Regions from separate parts of the Sus scrofa genome. Here region 1 is linked to region 2. The links are chromatin contacts, called in public HiChIP or PLAC-seq maps. All regions are on one chromosome and are shown on one strand. Each heading gives the region's core, a stretch centred on a gene start, on an enhancer-like site or on the middle of the called end of the contact. The rest is flanking DNA. Distances are from core to core; before and after follow the strand shown. Region 1 overlaps LTF (lactotransferrin). Region 2 holds the start of CCR5 (chemokine (C-C motif) receptor 5).

The links. HiChIP or PLAC-seq counts read pairs in DNA pulled down with a chosen protein or histone mark.
Region 1: an H3K27ac HiChIP or PLAC-seq map of alveolar macrophages shows a contact between it and region 2, with 5 times the contacts expected there. The contact joins the enhancer-like site here to the promoter of CCR5 in region 2. A contact is called at or near these places in 2 of 5 promoter capture datasets (fetal liver and liver), 16 of 47 Hi-C or Micro-C datasets (alveolar macrophages, blood, brain and 8 more) and 2 of 2 datasets of contacts at active chromatin or transcription factors (alveolar macrophages and skeletal muscle).

The regions. Positions count from the first base shown.
Region 1 is chr13:29,414,890-29,420,764 of Sscrofa11.1, reverse strand. It overlaps LTF (lactotransferrin), which reads left to right. Exons shown (of 16, transcript NM_214362.2): 14 at 954-1,021; 15 at 2,935-3,119; 16 at 4,787-5,875. The coding sequence ends at 4,984. Among named protein-coding and RNA genes, the nearest start is that of CCRL2, 15 kb to the right of the region's middle. Within about 2 kb of position 1,339, at least 17 of the 83 cell types and tissues checked have an H3K27ac peak or open chromatin away from gene starts, as enhancers often do. A contact at or near this core is called in alveolar macrophages and liver, where this site is marked.
Region 2 is chr13:29,381,353-29,387,853 of Sscrofa11.1, reverse strand. CCR5 (chemokine (C-C motif) receptor 5) reads right to left here and starts at 4,518. Exons shown (of 2, transcript NM_001001618.1): 1 at 4,444-4,518; 2 at 1-2,915. The coding sequence starts at 2,904. The coding sequence ends at 1,846.

The DNA of each region.
Region 1 (5,875 bases), core at 90-2,589, 36 kb before region 2:
TCATTACCTTTCTCCTAGGTGCTCCCAATGCTCAACTTATGTCACAGCTTTCTTTTCTCTGCTGGGTCAATTATGGCTCACACATTCTAACTTTTTCCCTTTTGCCTTCCTCTCTCTCATGGATTTATGGCTTTTTTTTTATTAAAATATTTTTTTTTGTCTTTTCAGGGCTGCACCTGGGTCAAAATCAGGGCTGTAGCTGCCAGCCTACGCCACAGCCACAGTAACGCCAGATCCCTAACCCACAGAGTGAGGTCAGGGATAGAACCTGCCTCCTCATGGATGGTAGTCAGATTCATTTCTGCTGAGCCACGATGGGAACTCCAAATTTATGACTTAAAAAAAAAAACTCATTCATGTCATTTTATAGGAGTTTTAGAAGTAGGGAATGTACACATATGTGTACAATCTACCATTTTAAAGCCTAAGTTCTACGAAGGTGAAGAATAAATATATCTTAAAATACCTTCCTTGTAAAGTGAGAACAATATTTCCTACCTCCAGAATTAGTTTGAGGATTAAAAGAGTCAATATTTGTAAAGCATCCAGCATATTGTACTCTGCCCAAGTACAAGCAGCTGTTTCACTTCTATTATTATCATGAACCATTCTGAGCTGCTGAGCGTGAGCCATGAAGAAAGAATTTCTTAGGTGTTCCTGTGAATGAAACCATGGTATAGACTTCAAAGACCTATTATATTATTCAGTCATGTAATGGTACCAAAAGAAATGGCTAATAATAGGTAAGTATGAAAAATGTCTTATTTCACTGTAAACAATCACAATAAAACTCAATATTTATCATAAAAGAAACAATTTCTTATAATAAGTTCTAAGTTCTTGGAAATATTTGCCCTCATCTTTTCCATGTTTCAGTTTTTGGAATGTGTATTTATGAAAACTCTAAGAGATTTTCTTCTCTGGCAGTGTTTTAATTCTCGGGAATATTTTAGGTGCCTGGCTGAGAATGCTGGGGATGTGGCGTTTGTGAAAGATGTCACTGTCTTGGACAACACGAATGGTAGGTGATAATGTTTTCCTCCTCAAAGCAGAATTTTTACCTCTACCTCTCTCTCTCTCTTTCTCTCTCTCTCTCAGACAGACAGACAGGTGCGCGCGCGCACACACACACACACACACACACACACACCAGTCATACATAGGAGCAAATATCTCCCTGGCTTTGTCTAGTCCATACCAGAAACACACCATCTGCCTGTCTCAGCCCATTGGAAACTGAAGGTGGATGAGACTAAAAAAACAAAATTTAACACATACACGTAAAATTTCCCTTTTCGAAAAAGGAAGTAGAAGCCATCATTCAGCACATGTGAGCCCTCAGTGTGGAAACTCCTTGGGGAGTTAATAAGGACCAAATCACAGGCCGGTGAGGAAGGTAAAACCTACCAGTCACTAGAGGAATAATCGCTCTCTTCTGATCTAAGGTGAAAATAATAATTACCAAATTCAAGACTGGTAGCAATATGCTACCTTCCAAACTGCACCTCTCTTCTTAGCCGCTCCCCCCAGCTCCCCTCCACCCCCCAGCAGAAGACTTGCCACTTCCTCCCCTGAGAAGGAACTGTCTCGCTCCTTTCTTCAGAGACAGTGACAATCACAGCCCCTCCTCCCGCTTCCTCCTGCCCCTCCTCTAGTCCCTGGGGAGAGCGCTTGAGGCCAGACATGTAAATTTGGGATGGTCTCAGTGTCAAGCAGACAAAACTAAGGAGGAAGTATTCTCTTAAGAGGGTGGGAGGAGGGCAGAAGGAGCAAAACGGGAGGGCTGACCTTGGAGCTCTGTTTGCACACACAGGCATGCAAGTATATGCATGCATCCAAGTACATTGCAAATCTGGGAACCTTGAATCTCAGTGATCTCCAGGGAGCAGATGGTTGTCAAATTTAATTTTAAGCTTTTCTGTGACTTTACAACTATATTTTATTGGAATTGACTTAAACATATATATACATATATATTGTCTTTTGTCTTTTTAGGGCCGCACCTGAGGCATATGGAGGTTCCCAGGCTCGGGGGTGAATCGTAGCTGTAGCTGCTGGCCCATGCCACAGCCACAGGAACGCCAGATCCCAGATCCTAGCCTCATCTTTGACCTACACCACAGCTCCTTAACCCACTGAGCAAGGCCAGGGATCGAACCTGCAACCTCATGGTTCCTAGTTGGATTCATTTCCGCTGCGCCACAACGGGAACTCCGGCTTAAACATATTTGATAAACCCATAGAAGTTCCTGTCCTTCCTCTGGTTACACTAAGAGCGTTTGAATGTGAAAGGAAACAATTTCTTCTTAAACACAAGCCAGCACTCCTTTGGGAACTCACCCTCATACATGGAGGGTTTTCTTTTAAAGCAATGTAACAGCTTTACGGAGATATAATTTACATACTATAAAATCCACCCATTCAGAGTGTATGATTCACTGGTCTCCAGCACCTTCACAGAGTTGCACGGTTGCCAACACAGTCCCAGAACATTTACAGAACCTCTTCAAGAAGTCATATACCTATTACCCGTCCCTTCCCCACCCCCCAGAGCTGGCAAACAACAGTCCACTTTCTGTCTCCATAGATTTGCCTATTCTGGACATTTCACAGAAATGGAATCTACAATATGTGTCTTTTGTGACTGGCTTCCTTCACTTAGCATCCTGTTTTCAAGATTAATACACAATGTAGCAAGTGTCAGTGCTTTACTCCTTTTTATTGCTGAGTAATATTCCATTGTGAAGCTATAGCACTGATGTGCGATGTGTTTGAAGATGGTGTAATCTGTGGAGCTTTAGTTGCTCTCCTTCACATCACTGCACCCCCAGTGTGTGCATTTCAAGAGGCCAGTGGCTGGTTACAGCACTGAGAAAGGATGTGTTGATTCAGCCACACAGCCATGGCTGATGCCACCCCTCTTTCTATCTCCAGGACAGAACACAGAAGAGTGGGCCAGGGAATTGAGGTCAGATGACTTTGAGCTGCTGTGCCTTGATGGCACCAGGAAGCCTGTGACTGAGGCTCAGAACTGTCACCTGGCTGTGGCCCCCAGTCATGCTGTGGTCTCTCGGAAGGAAAAGGCAGCACAGGTGGAACAGGTGCTACTCACTGAGCAGGTATGGATCACCAGGGTCTCCTGTGCTTTCTTTCTTTTCTTGTTTTGTTTTTCTTTTTAGGGCCGTACCTATGGTATATGGAAGTTCCCAGGCTAGGGGTCAAATTAGAGATACAGCTACTGGCCTGCACCACAGCCACAGCAGCACCAGATCCGAGCTGCATCTGTGACCTTGCACCATAGCTCATGGCAACTCTGGATCCTTAACCCGCTGAGCGGGGCCAGGGATCAAACCTGAATCCTCATGGAGCCTAGAAGAGCTCTTAATCTGCTGAGCCACACGGAAATTCCTGTGCTTTCTTACCTGTGTGGGCTCCTGTTTGGTGGGAGCGTCTCAGAGCTAGGGGACTCAGCCCATCTCCAGCTTTCCCTTCTCGTCTCTCTGCTTGAAGCTGATGATGAGAAAATTAGCTCTGCACTGTGATGTTGCTCTGCATCTTGTGCCCTGGACTTGTGCTCACTGCCTGGCTGGGAGCTCCTTTCCTTCCTCCACCCTCCTGTTGTTCTTCAGGCAAACCAAGGAGGCAACAGCCTTCCTCACACGACTAGGTGGAGATTGGTTTACTCTGCTGATGTTCCCAGAGCCTGGGCCACCTGGACCATGTTCTAGACAAGGTTCCTGCATTTGTAATCTCTAAAAACAACAAACTCAGCTTCTGTAGATTTAAGGCTATCCATGTGAAGTGGTTGAAGGAAATCTTATTATTTCCTTAAAGCCTGAGATTCTCTAATAGAACGTCTAGTTTTGAGTTAAAACAGCATGTTTCTAGGTGTGCTTTAAAGACAATGTCCCAGGAGTTCCTGTCGTGGCTCAGTGGTTAACGAATCTGACTATGAACCATGAGGTCGAGGGTTCAATCCCTGGCCTCAATCAGTGGGTTAAGGATCCGGCATTGCCGTGAGCTGTGGTATAGGTTGAAGATGCGGCTCAGATCCCCAGTTGCTGTGGCTCTGGCATAGGTCAGCAGCTACAGCTCCGATTAAACCCCTAGCCTGGGAACCTCCATATGCCGTGGGAGTGGCCCTAGAAAAGGCAAAAGGACAAAAATAAAATAAAGACAGTGTTTCTAGAATGTAAAAACAGGCCCAATAACTAGCATTTAAGGAGGCCCCAGTATGCACACTCACGGGTGTGGGTAAGAGGGCTACCTCCGTGGAGGTACTTGGTTCTTAGAGCTCGCCTCTGTGGGAGTGCTGGGCGTGGAGGAGGAACCGTGGCCACAGGAGGCTAAGTGACCTGCCCAAGGCAATGACCTGGTCCTTGGCAGAGAGGATTTCCAGTGCAGACTGCCTCTCTGAGTGCTGGCCTGTTGGAATGAATGCTAGAGGTGGTTAACTTTGGAGGCAGATCTCAAAACCCTCAGCTGTCACCTAGTCACCTACAAGAAATTCTAAGAGAAGAGGCTGCAGATGAAGAAGAAAGGGAAGATGGTGGGAGATGAGCTCAGAACTGGTGAGGGGCCTGGGCACTGGGCTGGGGCAGGGGCAGGGGGACCTGGGGCAGGTAAGACCCAGGCCAGGATGGTAGAGCGACTTCAGAACTCCACTCCTTTTTCCCCATGGTTTTCCCGGAGCCACGCCTGCAAAGAAGAAATGTTCTTGGCCTCCCCAAGTCCATAGACTCTTCTTTTCCTCAGCTGCTCTCTCCCTGTCTCCCCTCTTACACAGGCTCAGTTTGGAAGATACGGAAAAGACTGCCCGGACAAGTTTTGCTTGTTCCGGTCTGAGACCAAAAACCTTCTGTTCAACGACAACACGGAGTGTCTGGCCCAACTCCAAGGCAAAACAACATACGAAAAATATTTGGGATCAGAGTATGTCACAGCCATCGCTAACCTGAAACAGTGCTCAGTCTCCCGTAAGTAGAACTTAGGTGGTAGCATCACTGAGAATCCACTGTAGGTAAAGGTCAAGCTTGGAGGAGCAAACATTCTAGGAATGGGGTGGATCTAAAAACACTAAGGCGGAGTTCCCGTTGTGGCGCAGTGGTTAACGAATCTGACTAGGAACCATGAGGTTGCCGGTTCGGTCCCTGCCCTTGCTCAGTGGGTTAACGATTGGGCGTTGCCGTGAGCTGTGGTGTAGGTTGCAGACGCGGCTCGGATACTGCGTTGCTGTGGCTCTGGCGTGGGCTGGTGGCTACAGCTCCGATTCGACCCCTAGCCTGGGAACCTCCATATGCCGCGGGAGCGGCCCAAGAAATAGCAACAACAACAACAAAAGACAAAAAGACAAAAGACAAAAAAATAAAAAAATAAAAAAAATAAAAACACTAAGGCAACGCAATGTCTCTATACCTTAGGAAATCACCCTCTTATTGATGAAGTGAAAGAATTAGAGAATAAAATAAAACAGTGGATAATATGTCACATTTTTATAATGCTGGTAGTGACTATAAATGTATGTATGTATATACTTTCACACATATGTAGACACGTATGTACATATATATTGAGCAATGACAAATTCTGGTTTCTAGAGAGTTACCATAAGTACTAACCATAAATAATACAAATTCTCAAAAAACATTTTAGCCAGGAAAACGTATTGGTAATAACCAAATCCTTTTAAAACACTTCGAAGATATAGCAGAGTATCGTAAGGCTCCAGCCCGATGCTTCTTACAGGTCAGCAAGTTCTGCCTCTTCTGTGCACTGGGACCATCCAGAGTCCTAATTCCGGTCCTGCACCAAGGGAGTTGGAGGTGTTGGTGGGATTGTGTGGTGGTCCAGGCATGGAGGGGAGGGCTGAGAATCT
Region 2 (6,501 bases), core at 3,269-5,768:
TAACTTTATACATACATAAAAATGTCATATATATGCGTGTATCTATATCTGTATGTTTCTATGTCTACATACGCAAATATCAGATATCAGAATATTTGAATTGACCAAGAAGTGAGGGTCATATGTCTAGTATGCATTTTCAACAGCCTTAAGAGCAAAAGAAAACACCCTTCCAGTTACTTCCTGTTGACAGCCACAGCCCTCAAGCTTCACATTTTGGAGCTGGAGAAAAATCAGTAGTACCTCTTATTCTGACCCCTTTATCGCCTGAGAGTCTTCTTCCTCTATGTTTCCCTACTTCATCTTTATAGTCTTAGCTACTCTCAAACTCAAAATAGTCTTAGGCATGTACAAAATAATGTAAATCGCAACTCCAAAAAAAAAAAAATATCATAATCCTCTCCTTGAAATGAATAAGTCCCTTAGTATTTGGGTAAAATTTGTTTGGAGCTGGCATCTTAGATCTAGTATATTTAAAACCCCACACTCAGCCTGAAACACGGAGGTTGGTGAATTTTATGTTTTGTGGCTTATAAAGCCTGAGGCAGCCTGTTTCCAAATGAGTGTGTCCTTCTTCCCTTTGCCTTTTGATAGTTGCATCCGGAATAGTGCTGCGCCCGGGGAGGCGGGACCCGTCCGTCAGGCTTCCCTCAGGTCTCTGGGACCTCTTTACTCAGTGCTTACAGAGCTCTGGATTTTTGTTAACTATATAATCAGTCCTCACTTAGACCTCATTTCTGCCCTGAAAGTATTCCTGGGCCTCAGGCTCATGCATTCTTAAAACTGGTGTTTCAAAGGCCCCTGGACTTGCTTCATGATCCAAGCTGGGAGCAAGAGCAGTCAGTGACCTTCAGCCCAGGGTCTGCCTGCCTAGGGCTGTGTTCAGCTCACAAAACTGGACCCTTCTTCTTCCACCTACTCCTGTTGTGACCCAGACCTCCTCCTCCTTCCACGTCAGTGTCTCTTTTAGGGCATCTCCAATGCTTGCCTGAAACCTTGGCGTTTTCTCTGACTCCTCTCTGCCCCTCAACACCAAGCCACATCTGCCCCAGGTTCTGCCGACTCTCATCCTAAAGCTGTGAAGATGCACCCCTCCTTCCCATCCCCCAGCCTCGACCTAAGTCGAGCCTCCTCCCTCAGATTGTTGCTGGTCTCCTTGCCTGCATGCTCACCTTTCCAGGTCATCCTTCGGTCATGGAATGAGCCTTCTGCAGCACCGGCCAGGAATCCCTGCTCTGCTCTCAGACTTTGATGAGCAATGCTGTCCAGGTTCCTCGTGGTCTAGCCCCATCCTTCCTCTGCTCCCCCAGCCATCCGTACGTCTGCCCACAGCCAAGCTTCGTCCGTGGCATGAACATCTGCAGAACTTATTAACCACACCTCAGAGGGGAGATCCCACATGGAAGGTGCCATTTCTTAACTGATCATGGGCGTGTCTTTTCTTCCCACGGCAAGAGAAGGGCCTATTTTAAACACATTTGCAACCTGGATGTTACCCTACACAGATAATAAACTCTACAATACTTTCCTCAATTCCTTTTGTTATTCTTGTTCAGGTAACCAAACTCAGCAATTAGCACCTCTCTGAGGATTTTTTGTTACATTGAGCTTCTGCAGTGAAGGCAGAGTTTGCCAATAAATTGACGTATGTGGAAGGGAGGCAAGAAGGTTGCTGTTTCATCAGTGTGTTTTGATTTGGCTTTCTGGAATTGGTGGGCTTGAAATATATAATATACTTGGAGCAGATGCCAAACGGATAGATGAAACTTAAACCCTCTATGACAGTAATTTCCTCTTTAAAAGAACTGTTCCCACCTGTGGTCTGCATCTAGAAACCAAGCCAGGTCACAAGCCGACAGAGATTTCCTGCTCCCCTGTGGACCGTGTGTAAACGGAGCTGACTCGATCTGGAGCCTCTGCCTGGAAGACTGGACAGCCTTTGCAGAAGCGTCTGACGATGTGCTTTCGGAAGAACCCTAAGAGGTAGCTTCGGAACTTCTCCCCGACGAAGGCGTAGATGATGGGGTTGATGCAGCAGTGTGTCATCCCCAGGGTCTCGGTCACCTGCATGGCTTGGTCCAGCCTGTTAGACCCACTGCAGTTATTCAGGCCAAAGAATTCCTGGAAGGTGCTCAGGAGAAGGACGATGTTGTAGGGAGCCCAGAAGAGAAAGTAGACAATCATGATGGCGAAGATGAGCCTCACAGCCTTGTGCTTCTTCTTCTCATTGCGGCACCGAAGCAGGGTTTTGAGGATTCCCGAGTAGCAGACGACCATGACGAGCAGTGGCAGGACCAGCCCCAAGATGACCATCTTTAATGTTTGGAAATTCTTCCAGAAGTGATACTGACTGGATGGAAAGTGAGGGCTGCATGTATAACGAGAACCCTCCTTTTGGGATTTGGTAAAGATGATGCCTGGGAGGGAGGCAAAGATAGCTACCACCCAAGTGACCCCACTCGTCACCACCCCGAAGGTGACCGTCCTGGCTTTTAAAGCGAACACAGCGTGGACGATAGCCAGGTACCTGTCGATTGTCAGGAGGATGATGAAGAAGATTCCAGAAAAGAAGCCTATGAAATAGAACCCTGTCAGAAATTGGCACATTGTATTTCCAAAGACCCACTGGTCTGCAGCATAGTGAGCCCAGAACGGGATGGTGAAGAGGAACAGCAGGTCCGAGATGGCCAGGTTGAGCAGGTAGATGTCAGTCATGCTCTTCAGCTTTTTGCAGTTGATCAGGATGAGGACAACCAGCAAGTTGCCCACAAACCCGAAGATGAACACCAACGAGTAGAGTGGGGGCAGGAGCCGGGCTGCAATTTGTCTCACATTGGTTTTTTGGCAGGGCTCTGACATCCCATAATCAATGTCATAGAAGGGACTCGTCGTTTGATAATCCATTTTGCCAGACCCTATAATAAAGAAGAGACCATTTACAAAGTCCTAGAATGTATTTAGTGATCCACCACGAATGCAAACCATCTCATACACAACTAAGGTTTTAAAAATTGACACATGTATTTCTACTAAGTTCCCTTTTTGGGTCACACAGTGAACTTTTACAGTAAGGGATGGTTTCTCACCAGCTTCTCTGCTCACTGGGTGGAGAACGTCACCTCAGCAGATGAAATCGGTTGTTACACAACCACGTGAGTGAATGAAGCTGTGATGACAATGTCCAGGATCTGACACTGTTTTACAGTCTGTTCTGAAGTTGCCGTTCCCTGGAGTAGGCTTTCACAGAGCACTATCACACGTGTGTTGGAAAGAATGAACAGTTCCCGGGGCACTCTGCATGCCGAGCACTTTTCTGAGCTTCACTTCCACTCACTCAGTGAATCCCCAAGGTGACCCAGCGAAGCAGGTCATGTTATTGTCCTGTTTTGCAAATAAGGCCCTCAGAGCACAGAGAGGATGAGTAGCCCCCGCAAAAACACATAGCGAGGCCACACCTGGTTTTGAACTCAGGCAGCCTGCACTCTTCATCGCTGTGGTCCCCTGTCTTTCACTCCTTGGTGAGAGAACTAAAAGCGGGACCATCAGTCTGGCGCCTCGATGTAGTCAGAATGAAACAGGCAGATGCCCAAGACTTCGAGACGGTCATAGGAGCCAGCAGCTAGCTGTAAAGTCCAGGCTGCCATTCTCAGTTTCTCTGAAGTTTCTTCTATGATTGAGAGCTCCCAAACACACCCCAGAAACGGCCAAGTGGCCAACGTTCCATCTCCCATCCTGCATCCTGGGATAGATAGCTCAGTCCCTTCGCAACCCACTGATTGGCTTGGTCTGTTTGAAGTTCCACTGCTTGCCTGAGAACTCTCTGTGATTAATCCTGGTGAGTCCTGAGATCCCGGTCCCTCAGACTAGGTGGCTGAGAGAAGCACATGGAAAAATCTCACATTCAAATTCTGAGCCAGAAAGAGAATCACTCATGAAATGTGCTGAAAAACTTGATTTGATATTTGTAATTTGATACTAATTTGGCAATTTTCAGGCTTCCTTCTTGGCAAAAAAAAAAAAAAAAAGAAAGAAAGAATGAGACTTAGATCATCTTGGGCACACGTTCAGAGGGCATCCCCTGAAGGAGGTTTTAGTTCTCTTCACCATTCTTACCAGGAGACAATTTCCCAAGGTTTTGGCCGGGAATCATCCTCTCCCTGAAAATCTTTCTTCTGAAAAATGAGGGTTTTTGTTTTTGTTTTTAGGTAGCATTGTTCCCTATAAAGTCTTTCATTCATAATCATGTTTTGTATCTTTTGATGTTATCACAGTCTGAAACTCATTCTAAATTCTAACTTTTTCCTTATCTTAAAGATTACATTTTAAGATAGTTCAATGGGCACCTGGTGTTTCTCTAATGTCTCCTCTGGTTTCCTGTAAAGGCCTTTACTCATCACACAAACCGAGCGAAGTAATAGACAGAGTGGCTGAGAGGTGACTTACCGGGAGAGATTCTTGAAGGGGAACGGATGTCTCAGCTCCTCTGACCAGCTGAGCTGTGCAAATCAAACATATAGACAGCATAAAAGTAGGAAATGCACAGTTTCTTCTGAGACGGGGGGCGGAGTTTTAGCGAATAAGTGTGTTGCAGCACACAAAAATACCCATCAGAGAATAGCCCCCTCCTTTTTTTTTTTTTTTTAAAAGCAGAGCCTTAAATAGACTAGAAAATCTCTGGTCTGAAAGTTTATTCACGAGTTTCCCTGATTACACAATTTCTTTTTGGTTCTCAGTTCATCCTGCGACACAGTCAGTTAGAAAACAGAAAGAATGGAAAGATATTAGAGTGAGATGAATATTCATTTCCATTTGGTCAAGAGCCCTAGTTTTACTGAAAGGAACTGTTGTCCAAGAGGCAGGTGATGTGTATAAGACCACAGGGCTTATCGGGGGAGGCTAGTGGGATGAGAGATGCTGACTCCCTTACTGTTTGTCTTCCAGGAGAGCCAGTTAGAACCAATTTTAAAGTGAAGGGAACACCTCACATTCATCCAGTGCACCCCTTTATCTGCCATCCTGCCATCCCCCCTTGGCTACCACAACTCACATGCATATACTCACCACCCAGTATTGTTTTCCTCTGCAGACTAAAATAACTGGTTGCTTCAGGGTTTTAACTCACCTGTGAGCTAATCATGTGGCCCATCTTCCTCTGGATCAAGCATCCTGGTGCATGTCATTATGAATTTTCACTCTTCCTAATCACCATTTTTGCAGCCCTTCAGGTCAGCAGGCATTTGTGGGTGTCTGTCCTCTCCCAGGGATATAGGCAGCAGAGTTCCTCACTCCAAGGGTACAGTCTTTCTGGAATTTCTTTCTTTTTTTTTTTTTTTACAGCCACAGCTGTGATACCTGGAATTTCTGTGAGAATTTTTCCACATGAAACAGGCAACAAACAGCAGATGAATAGGGTCGGTTCAGGATTCTTCTTCAGTCCTAAATGCGGTCATACCAAGCTTTCTTGGCGTGGTTGGTTACTTATCTGAAAACTTTGGGACTGTTTGTTGACTGCAGAACTGAGAACCTAGCAGAGAGCCAGCCCTGAGCCACAAGAGCGCCCCCTGGGGGCTTCTCTTTCCTCTGCCACAGAATAAGAAGCACTGGCTTGTGATCTGAGGGGACCCCAGACCTGTGGATATTGCCAACACAGGATAGAGCAAGTGGCCTCTTGCTGTCAGATTGCCTGGGCTCCAAGCCCGGCGCTGCCCTCAGCTTTCTTATCTGTGGGATGTGACCATTGATAGTTACCTCATGGGTTTGTTGGGAGGATTCCAACCTGGGTTTGTTGCCTGGAATTTAGCATATAATACACACTCGATAAACACAGATTCTTAGTTACTCACTGGTCCTTTCTTAGATTTATTATATAAAATTCTTATGAAATTGGTTCCCTGGGGTCCTTGTCTGGAGCAGATTAGTGTCGTCAAGCTGGAAGCTGAGAGGGAGAAGCTAATGTCTGGTGCTTACAGAAGAGGGGGACATGACTGCTGGGGAAAGCCAGAAACACACAGAAAAAGCCAGGAGCTTGTAATCACAGTCGGGACAGTGAGTCATGATGGAAATGTTCCAGTCATCCCTGGATGTGTGACTCAAGAGGCAGCGATTGAGAACTGGACTCTAGTCAGGCGTCTGGATTGAACCCCCAGCTTCACTCATTATGACTTGGTTTGAACAAGTTACTGAAACTCTCCAGGCCTTAGTTTGCTTACCTGTAAAATGGGCAAAAAATAAAAAAACCCAAAAAACAAACAAAAAAAACACCCCACAAACCTAACTCAATAGATCTGTGGTGAAGATCAAATGACAGAATGAGTGTAGTGCTTTTCCTAGGTGCCTGCCCTTTGTGGGCTAGTTAAGCAGGGACAGAGTACAAAGTATGCTTGAGGAAGAATGTGAAAAGAGTACAAAACTGGTAGCAAACAAGGGAATATAAAATTTCACAGGAGGTAGGTAACATAAATATAGTTTGGGCTGGCAGAAGAGAAGCCTTGTGTTCACTGG